Regions from separate parts of the Arachis hypogaea genome. Here region 1 is linked to region 2. The links are chromatin contacts, called in public Hi-C maps. All regions are on one chromosome and are shown on one strand. The core of a region is the stretch at or near the end of the contact, and the rest is flanking DNA. Distances in the headings are between cores, read along the strand shown. Region 1 holds the start of LOC140184856. Region 2 holds the start of LOC112803344.

Evidence for each region. Hi-C and Micro-C count contacts between places; a contact is called where the count stands out from the background.
Region 1: a contact with region 2 is called in a Hi-C map of an unstated tissue, with 5 times the contacts expected there. The contact joins the promoter of LOC140184856 here to the promoter of LOC112803344 in region 2. A contact is called at or near these places in 3 of 8 Hi-C or Micro-C datasets (leaf and an unstated tissue).

The regions. Positions count from the first base shown.
Region 1 is chr5:27,205,779-27,210,315 of arahy.Tifrunner.gnm2.J5K5, reverse strand. LOC140184856 reads right to left here and starts at 1,576. Exons shown (of 4, transcript XM_072238045.1): 1 at 1,507-1,576. The coding sequence starts at 1,576.
Region 2 is chr5:27,044,932-27,049,674 of arahy.Tifrunner.gnm2.J5K5, reverse strand. It overlaps LOC112803344, which reads right to left and starts at 1,849. Exons shown (of 4, transcript XM_025846841.1): 1 at 1,184-1,849; 2 at 812-1,059; 3 at 226-718; 4 at 33-140. The coding sequence starts at 1,849. The coding sequence ends at 33.

The DNA of each region.
Region 1 (4,537 bases), core at 327-2,826, 160 kb before region 2:
ATCAACTCCAATGGAAGAATTACAGAAATTATCCTTAACTAATTATCCAAATAAATTTACTTATGTAGGGGCAATTTTGTAGGAAAATGAGAAAGATAAGTTCGGACAGTTTTTTTAAAAAAATGTCAATTTGTTTGATTGGACTACTGTAAATATGCCTAGCATATATCCATATGTTATTTGTCATAAGTTGGCTTTGAATCCTTCCGTCAAACCTATAGCTCAGAAAATGCGTAATCTTGGTGCTGATAAATGACAAGCATCTTTAGAGGAAACCAAAAAATTTATTAATGCCTACTTTATACGCGAGATCAAATTTACTACTTGGTTAGATAATGTAGTTATGGTAAAGAAACATAATGGTAAATAACGTGTGTGTTGATTTTATTGATTTAAACAAAGTTTGTCCTAAAAATACACACCCTTTACTCTCAATTGATGCTTTAGTTGATAATGCTTCTGGTTTATTAATATTTTTTAATATAATAATAACTGTTATTATTAATATATTATTAACAGACAATTATTTTTAAAAACTTTATTATTATTATTATTATTATTATTATTATTATTATCATCGTGAGTAATGTCGTCGTCGTTATTATTGTTGTTGTTGTTATTATACTGTTAATTATCAACTATGAATATTATTGTTATTATTATTATATTATTATTATATTGTTATTATTAAGAATTTATTATTATCATTATTATTGTGATAATTTTTAAGAAAAGTATTAATATTTATTAATGTTATTGTTAACATTAATTATAATTATGAAGTGATATTAATAATTATCATTTTTCTTTTTCATTTGGTAGAGAATTACATCGCTTCTTTTGGTCGGGATCCCGGTCCGCACGATCACGTCTTGGGTAAGGTAAATCTTGGGTAGGTCCGGCGGTGTAGAGACACCGAACGGTGTGACACGCAGGAGTCCATTGAGCGGTACATTCAGGCTCACATTTTCTGGATGTTCAGAACGGTTGTGTTTATGGATAAGTCTACCACTTCATTAAACTCAAAGTTTCTACCTCTACTTCGAGATTTTCACTGAATTATACTATACAGTTGGAGGGCAGCCAATCTGGCACATCTATACAGATTGTTGTGTCATGCATCACGATACAACTGTAAAGAGATGGATGGGTCACTCATACTACTTTTTGTTTGGGCATGGGACCGTATGCTGTTCCTGGCACTTATTCCTCACGATCTACCCGTCGATGTTGGTGTTCCACTTGCGCGACGATATTATTTTTTACTGTTATTATTATTATTATTATTATTATTATTATTATTATTATTATTATTATTATTATTATTATTATTATTATTGTTGTTGTTGTTGTTGTTGTTATTGTTGTTGTTATTATTTTTGTTGTTATTGTTATTGTTGTTGTTGTTGTTGTTGTTGTTGTTGTTGTTGTTGTTGTTGTTGTTGTTGTTGCAATAATTCTAATCTAGTTTAGGTGGAGTCATTGGCGCCGGTATACAATATATACACGGAAGTCTACGGCGCATTTTAGGCAAGGACTCGATGACATGGGAGTCAACGATGTAAGTTTTAACCATTTATGTTAGACTTCTTATTTAGAATAATAATTTTACTAATCGGTCTCGTGGTTACTAATGTGTAGTTTATATGGCGGCCGTATATGGGAGTAAGGGTTCTGGACTACCTCGCAGTAAATTTGTTTATGTGCTCCACAAAGTCGCCATTAGTATCATTTGAGGGTATAGAGTGGCACCCGGCAGACCGAGTTAGACAACAGTTTGAGCTGCAACAACTTCCACCAGACCTGGCATTCAAGATTGGTCGTGATCATTGGAAGTGGTTGACAGGTCTACAGAACCATGACTGGAGAGATAGGAATAGTTAATGGGTTAACTTGTGGATATCTAGCCGCTATAACACACTGCAGCTAGGGGACGAGATTGTCGACTTTCATCCTCTCTCGGTGTACTACGAGTGGTACACACAACAGTACGGGCATAACCTACAACAGTCAAATAGAGTTGCAGGTGAAGAGGTCGACGCGAATGAATCACAGGAATAATAGGAAGAACCAGTTGGCCCTCAGCAGCAAGTTCTCCCTCATGAGCAGCAGTTTTAGATGTCAGGTCATGAGTACTAGTATCAGGCACCGGGCTATGACCAAGGGTTTTAGGTATCATTAAGGTTTATTATCATTAATGTTACCGTTATTAATAATTATTGATCCTGTTATTAATTATTATTATTCAGGTTGATTAATTATTATTAACTATTACTAATTATTATCTAAGTTCTGGCATATGAGCACTACTTTCAGGCCCCGGCATATGCCCAGCAATTTCAGGCACAGGCCTACGGCCAACAACAATTTCCGATATATGAGCAACAACAGCAGTGTTCGGCATATGAGCAGTAACAACTGTACATACTAGAACCACAACCACATTAGGTAGCAGAACCTTACATACCACAAATGGTAATTCTAGTCGATGGTCAATTCAGTCAGTTGGCTGGAATTGATTCCATCAGCTTCTCTCAAGTCCTAAGAGACACAGATTATCTATTTTTGATGCCAGAGAAGCAAGGGCCTGGTGCATCTGAGAAGTCTGTTGGTCGTCGCGCCACATCAGGTCATGCTAGTGACTTCTCGATGAATCGATCACCGGATCATGTAGATCCTTACTGTCCTTTCGCACCACCACGTACCGAGTTGTTCGATTTGAATGAATACCCGCAAGAGGAAGAGGGATTTTTGAGACACGACCTTTAGCACGAGTATGATTATGGTGGAGCGAGTGTGGTGCACGAAATTCTAATCCCAATCTCAAAATCTTAAAGTGATTTCGTACCACTAACCAGCAAGTGTACTGGGTCGTCCAAGTAATAAACCTTAGTGAGTAAGGGTCGATCCCACAGAGATTGTTGGTATGAAGCAAGCTATGGTCATCTTGTAAATCTCAGTCAGGCGGCTAATAATTGATTATGGATTTTCGAATATTAATAAATAATAAACATAAAATAAAGATAATTAAAATAGGATTGAAATACTTATGTAAATTAATGGTGAGAATTTCAGATAGGCGTATGGAGATACTGTGCCCTTTCTTTTTCTACTTTCCTACTTCTTCCTTCCAATTCTATCATTCCTTCCTATGACAAGCTGTATGTAGGCATCGCCGTTGTCAATGGCTACATCCCATCTTCTCAGTGAAAAAGGTCCAAATGCTCTGTCACAGCACGGCTAATCATCTGTCGGTTTTCAATCAGGTTGGAGTAGAATCCCTTGATTCTTTTGCGTCTGTCACTAACGCCCAGCCTTCAGGAGTTTGAAGCTCGTCACAGTCATTCAATCCCAGAATCCTACTCGGAATACCACAGACAAGGTTTAGACTTTTCGGATTCTCATGAATGCCGCCATCGATCTAGCTTATACCACGAAGATTCTGTTTAAGGAATCTAAGAGATACACGCCCGGCCTAAGGTAGAACGGAAGTGGTTGTCAATCACACGAGTTCATAGGTGAGAATGATGATGAGTGTCATGGATCATCACATTCATCAAGTTGAAGTGCAACGAATATCTTAGAATAGGAATAAAGAGAATTGAATAGGAAATAGTAGTAATTGCATTAAAACTTGAGGTACAGCAGAGCTCCACACTCTTAATCTATGGTGTGTAGAAACTCCACCGTTGAAAATACATAATTGAAAGGTTCAGGTATGGCCGAATGGCCAACCCCCCAAAACGTGATCAATAGTCTCCTCAGATGAAGAATAAAATAAAACTGAGACCAAAGATGTCTAATACAATAGTAAATTATCCTATTTATACTAGACTAGCTACTAGGGTTTACATGAGTAAGTAATTGATGCATAAATCCACTTCCGGGGCCCACTTGGTGTGTGTTTGAGCTGAGCTCGATCTATCCACGAGTTGAAGCTTCTTTTGGAGTTGAACGCCAAGTTGTAACATGTTTTGGGCGTTCAACTCCGGGTCGTGACGTGTTTCTGGCGTTTTACTCCAGACAGCAGCATAGAACTGGCGTTGAGCACCAGTTTACGTCGTCAATTCCCGAATAAAGTATGGACTATTATATATTGATGGAAAGCTATGGATGTCTACTTTCCAACGCCATTGAGAGCGCGCCATTTGGAGTTCTGTAGCTCCAGAAAATCTATTTTGAGTGCAGGGAGGTCAGATTCCAACAGCATCAGCAGTCCTTTGTCAGCCTCCTATCAGAATTTTGCTCAAGTCCCTCAATTTCAGCCAGAAATTACCTGAAATCACAGAAAAACACACAAACTCATAGTAAAGTCTAGAAATATAAATTTAACATAAAAACTAATGAAAATAGCCCTAAAAGTAGCTTGAACTTACTAAAAACTACCTAAAAACAATGCCAAAAAGCGTATAAATTATCCGCTCATCAGAGTGCTCCGGGCATGAGTGGTTCCAGTTTGTGCGACACTGGCGGTGCTTCTAACGTTGGCGGTGGTCTGGATACCAGTATTTCTTAGGGTCATCCATATAATTTATGG
Region 2 (4,743 bases), core at 600-3,099:
CTGGTGGACCTCCTCAAACCCCCACTTGCAGATTACTTCTCAGGCTGGAATAAAGCCTTAGAACTGGTTTTGGGTCTGATAGATAAAGGCTTCCTTCCTCCTCTGGTCTTCTTGCTAGCAGCTTGCCTTGGTTGTTGGGCCTGGAAAACATTAAAGAATGCACTTGATGAAAAAATAAAACTATAACCCTAATAGTAATGCATTTGATGATATACATACACTTACATCCAGGGATGGCTTCTTGCATCCTCCCCTCTTGTGTCCAGATTCACCACAGTTTGAGCATCTCTGAATTTGTCCCCTCCTAGACAAGTGGGACTGGCTGCTGTCCGGAGGCTCATCAGGTCCTCTCTTTCTTTTCTTGACTGGTCTGTGGCTAGGCTTTCGATAAGGAGGAGGCATGACATCATCAAAGTTGGTTTTCTCCCACAAGTCTGGGCCATTCAGAGGATTGATGACTGAATCATAGCACTTGACATATGCAGGCTTCTTGTAGCAGTCATCAACAAATCCATCTATGTCAAGGCCCTTATAGTTGATGCAGCTAATGGCATGGGTGCAGGGAATACCACTAAGCTGCCACTTGCTACAGGAGCACTCATGAGCAGAAAGATCAACAGCAAATTTAGACAAACCATTAATAAACTCGTATGTTTGTGCAGCAGACCAGTAAGGCCTCCACTCACCAGCTGATCTGTCTCTCCTCTCTAGTTTCATCCTAATGCGAGGTAATACTGTACCATTAAAGTTTTCAATTCTTTCCCTATTAAGAGCCTACCTACTCATCAAATAAACCCTTATGTCCTCTAACATTGTCACTATAGGTTTCTTCCTAGAGTCTACTATAGCATTTAGATGTCTGTGCGCCATCACATTGATTTGCCTTATGATTTGCATCTCCTTCTCCCACTCCTTCCAGTGTGTAGCCTTTGCACACCTCCACATCAGCTGCTTCAAGTGTAACCCAGGAAATTTCTTCCTAAAGTTGCTGTAAAGATGGCAGACACAGAACCTATGGTCCACTCTTGAAATGACTTCATCGAAAGCAGGCAAGAGACCCTAATAGAGCAGGTAGAATTGTGTTACATAACAATAATTACTTCAATAAAGGACAAAAGCATCAACATCCATGAATTTAAGTTTATCAAATGTAAGATTTTAATTGCTACCCTAAACTATTTACCTTCTGCTGATCAGACATGAAGGTTGATTTTCCTATGACCTCAGCTCCGAAATCGTTAATCAGCAGCCGGAAAAACCACTTCCAGGTGTCTTTGGTCTCTGCCTCCACAATGGTGTAGGCGATTAGAAGCATCTGATCATTGGGATCCCACCCTATAGCTGTCAACAACTGCCCCTCTTGAGGTGTCTTTAGAAAACACCAATCCAATCCAATGAACTTTCTACACTGCAGGAAGCTCTTCTTGCAAGCAGCTAGACACACATATACCCTTTGAAATATGCAATAGTTGTTTAACCACTGATGCTGGTCCTCAACCTCGAAATCAGGGGACCTTTGTACCTTGAGCGTGACTGAGGACCCTGGATTAGCACGTAACAGCTCTGAGCAGTAGTCAGCAATCCTTTTGTACTGCTTCCGGTAAGCTCCCTGAATCTCATCCAATGTAGCTTGTCTAGACCTAGCTGCCATTGATGTTGTCACTGTCAAATTCCATTTCCTTCGTGCCTTGTTGACCAGGTCCTTTATCTTCACTTTTGGGTTACCTTCCACTTTCTTTCTAAATACTTTACTCAGCCAACCAGTATGCAGTATCCCTACGCTATGTGACTGGCCACAAGTATGCTTAAGGTTCATTGACCTAAGCTGCCAAGTCTCCTCTTCACTCATTTTTGCAGCGTATAACCAAAACGGACAACCCTCTTGACAAAGAGCCCTCACCCTAACCAAGTCAAGTTTCGCATACCTCAGTCCCCTTCTTGTTTGCACTGCATAAGCTGTAACAGTGTCCTTGAATTCCTCCCTTGAAGCAAACACAGTGCCAACCTCTCATTTGTACCTTGTCATATCTTTCACATTTTTATGGATCGGATATCTAATTGCTTCATTCTCATCATCATCCTCGTTGTCCTCTTTCTCTGAACCACCACCCACTTCATAATCCACATAAACTTCATCACTGAAATCACCTCCTGCAACCCCTTTTCCTTTTTCAACCCGATCACCATCCGTCCCACCTCTTACTTCATCAAATCCGCTCTTATCATCGTACTCCTCTTCACTATCAGTAAATATTACATCATCTGCACTGTCAACCTCACCATCAGATGGAATGAAATTCTCATCATCACTATCCTCATCACTATTCCATTTATCCACATCATCCGGGTTCAATTTATCTCCATTTTTAACCGTCTCTGCATTGGCCCTTTCTACCTCCTGACCCCCATCACCCTGATAAATGACCAACTGATTCTGATTATGTACCTCTTCATCATTGGCCCTCTCCACCTCCTGAACATGTTCACCTGGGCCTCCAACATTAAAAAACCCTACTTCAGGAAACTCTTCATCAACCTCAACCTTATGGACCACGTACAGATCGACATGACCCCTCTTCCCCGCTATTTTACACATCTCAATGGCATCTCTGTCTCCCTCAAATAACTTCAAATCGTTCTTTAACCATTCAGAACTTAGGTCCTTATACCAAAAAGCTGAAATCTTTTCCTTTGTGTACCCAAACTGTCCCACCTCAGCATATGCCTCAAAAAGAGACCAGCAATCCATATCAACATCTTCGATCACAGTCCTTTCTCCCCCTATATACTCCAATGTACCATTGTCATACACAAATCTACCACCATGGTAAACAGTCAGGTTAAAAGTTTTCATTACCTAAAACCTACAAACGAAAATCACACCCAACTCCCATTTGTTAGCCACCAAATATCCTTCACACAGTATTAAGTTCAAGCTCCAAAAAATAAAAACAAATACTGTACACGTACCTGATTCGAGATGAATGCCACGACAACGAGCTCCTCTTCCACTCTTTCCTACGCAATACAAACGCAGTGACGCTACTCCTCAGGCCAGCACTCACTCTGTTAGGGCATCATTGAAGGTGAAGGATCAGTGTTCCTTTGTGTAACGTTACTCAGATAATGAATCGGTTTCGCGGGAATAAAACACCAAGCATCAAAGGGCTCAGGGGCAAACTTGGAATTAAAAGTTTTTAAACGCACTTGAGGACAATTTTAAAGTGAATCTGAATGTTCAGGACGATTTTAATAACAAAAAAAGGTCGGAGACGAATTTGATTTTCGCCCCTTACCTTAGGGACAATTTCAGTACTTAACCCTAATTATAATATGGATGGCAGTGTAATATCATAATCTAAAAGAAAGCATTTTCTTTTTTTTTTGGCCTAATTGGGCCAAGTTTAGATGCAGAAATGGGGATCATTATCAGCCAGTTGCCATATAAAGACATTCCACTATGTGCAAACATCTAATGTTCACCAACTACTCTTGTTTGTTAATGGATATTTCTTTGTACTAAAAAAAATGAAAGCTAAATATTTTTAATTTTGCTAGATAATTAACTAGGATATTAACCAACTACAATGTGGATCAGAATAAAAATTCTAATAACACAAAAAATTTCCACAACCTTACCTAAATCTAACTCTATTTCTACGTCGTTCACTCTTTCTCTTCTACTTTCCTTCACGTCATTCACCATCTCCTTCCTCTTCCACTCCAGTCATGTTGTTACGCTACCCCCAACCAGTGTCGATCACTCTCCCCAACAAAGAGTCGCGTCTCGTCCTGCCGAAGACGAGGACCCCAACCCCCACGATTAGAGCTTTAGAGTACCGTCACTGCATAGCCTGACCCCGCCCTCGAACTAGTGTCGAACATTCTCCTGCCGCTGCAAGGAGCAGTGTCCCTACCCCGACCAAACACGCGTCCACAACTCCTACAAAAGGGTCTCCAAAGCGCCGCCACCAAATTGCCTCCACCCATGTCCTCATTCCGCCTTCAGTCGGCCCCCACCCATGCAACTCATTTGCCCATGAAAGGTACACAAAATATTCCTTGTCGTCGATTACAACAATAAGGTAACATCACTTGTGTCTATTTCAGATGATTTTTTTCGTTATCAATTTTTTTGGGAGGTATTCAGACGTTTTTTTGGGTTGAGATGAAACTAGATGTTTCTTTGTAGCTCATTTATGTGTTTCTTTTGTACTTTAGTAGATAGTTTTTGTGCTCATATGGATGTTTCTTTTTCGTATTGAGAGATGTTTTTTTAAGTCTGATGGTTAGCTACAATCAACATCGAGTGTCCAATGGCACGACGTAAGGTGCAATATAGAGAGCAACGCGCATCGCTGTGATCAGGATTGGATGCGAAACTGAACGGTGATGCAACGGCCCGATAAGAGGTGCTGCACAGAGAGCCGTCTGTGTCGGAGCGAACACGATTGGATACGAAAGGAAATGACATGGCAAAGGGAGCAATTGCTGGAGGACGCAACAGCGGACGACAACGGTCGATTCAGGTTGAGAGCACTCGAGATAAATATTAAAAAAAAGATGTGATGTCATTGGTGAAAGAAGTTGTTCTACGAATTAATTTTTTTACTGACGTATATAATTTTAATATTCAAAATTTTAAAAATAGAATGATGTTCAAGTTGGATGAACACATAATTAATTCCTTGTACTTTTTCAAAGGTTTTATATTGAAGAAATATTTTGAATATATGTATGAAT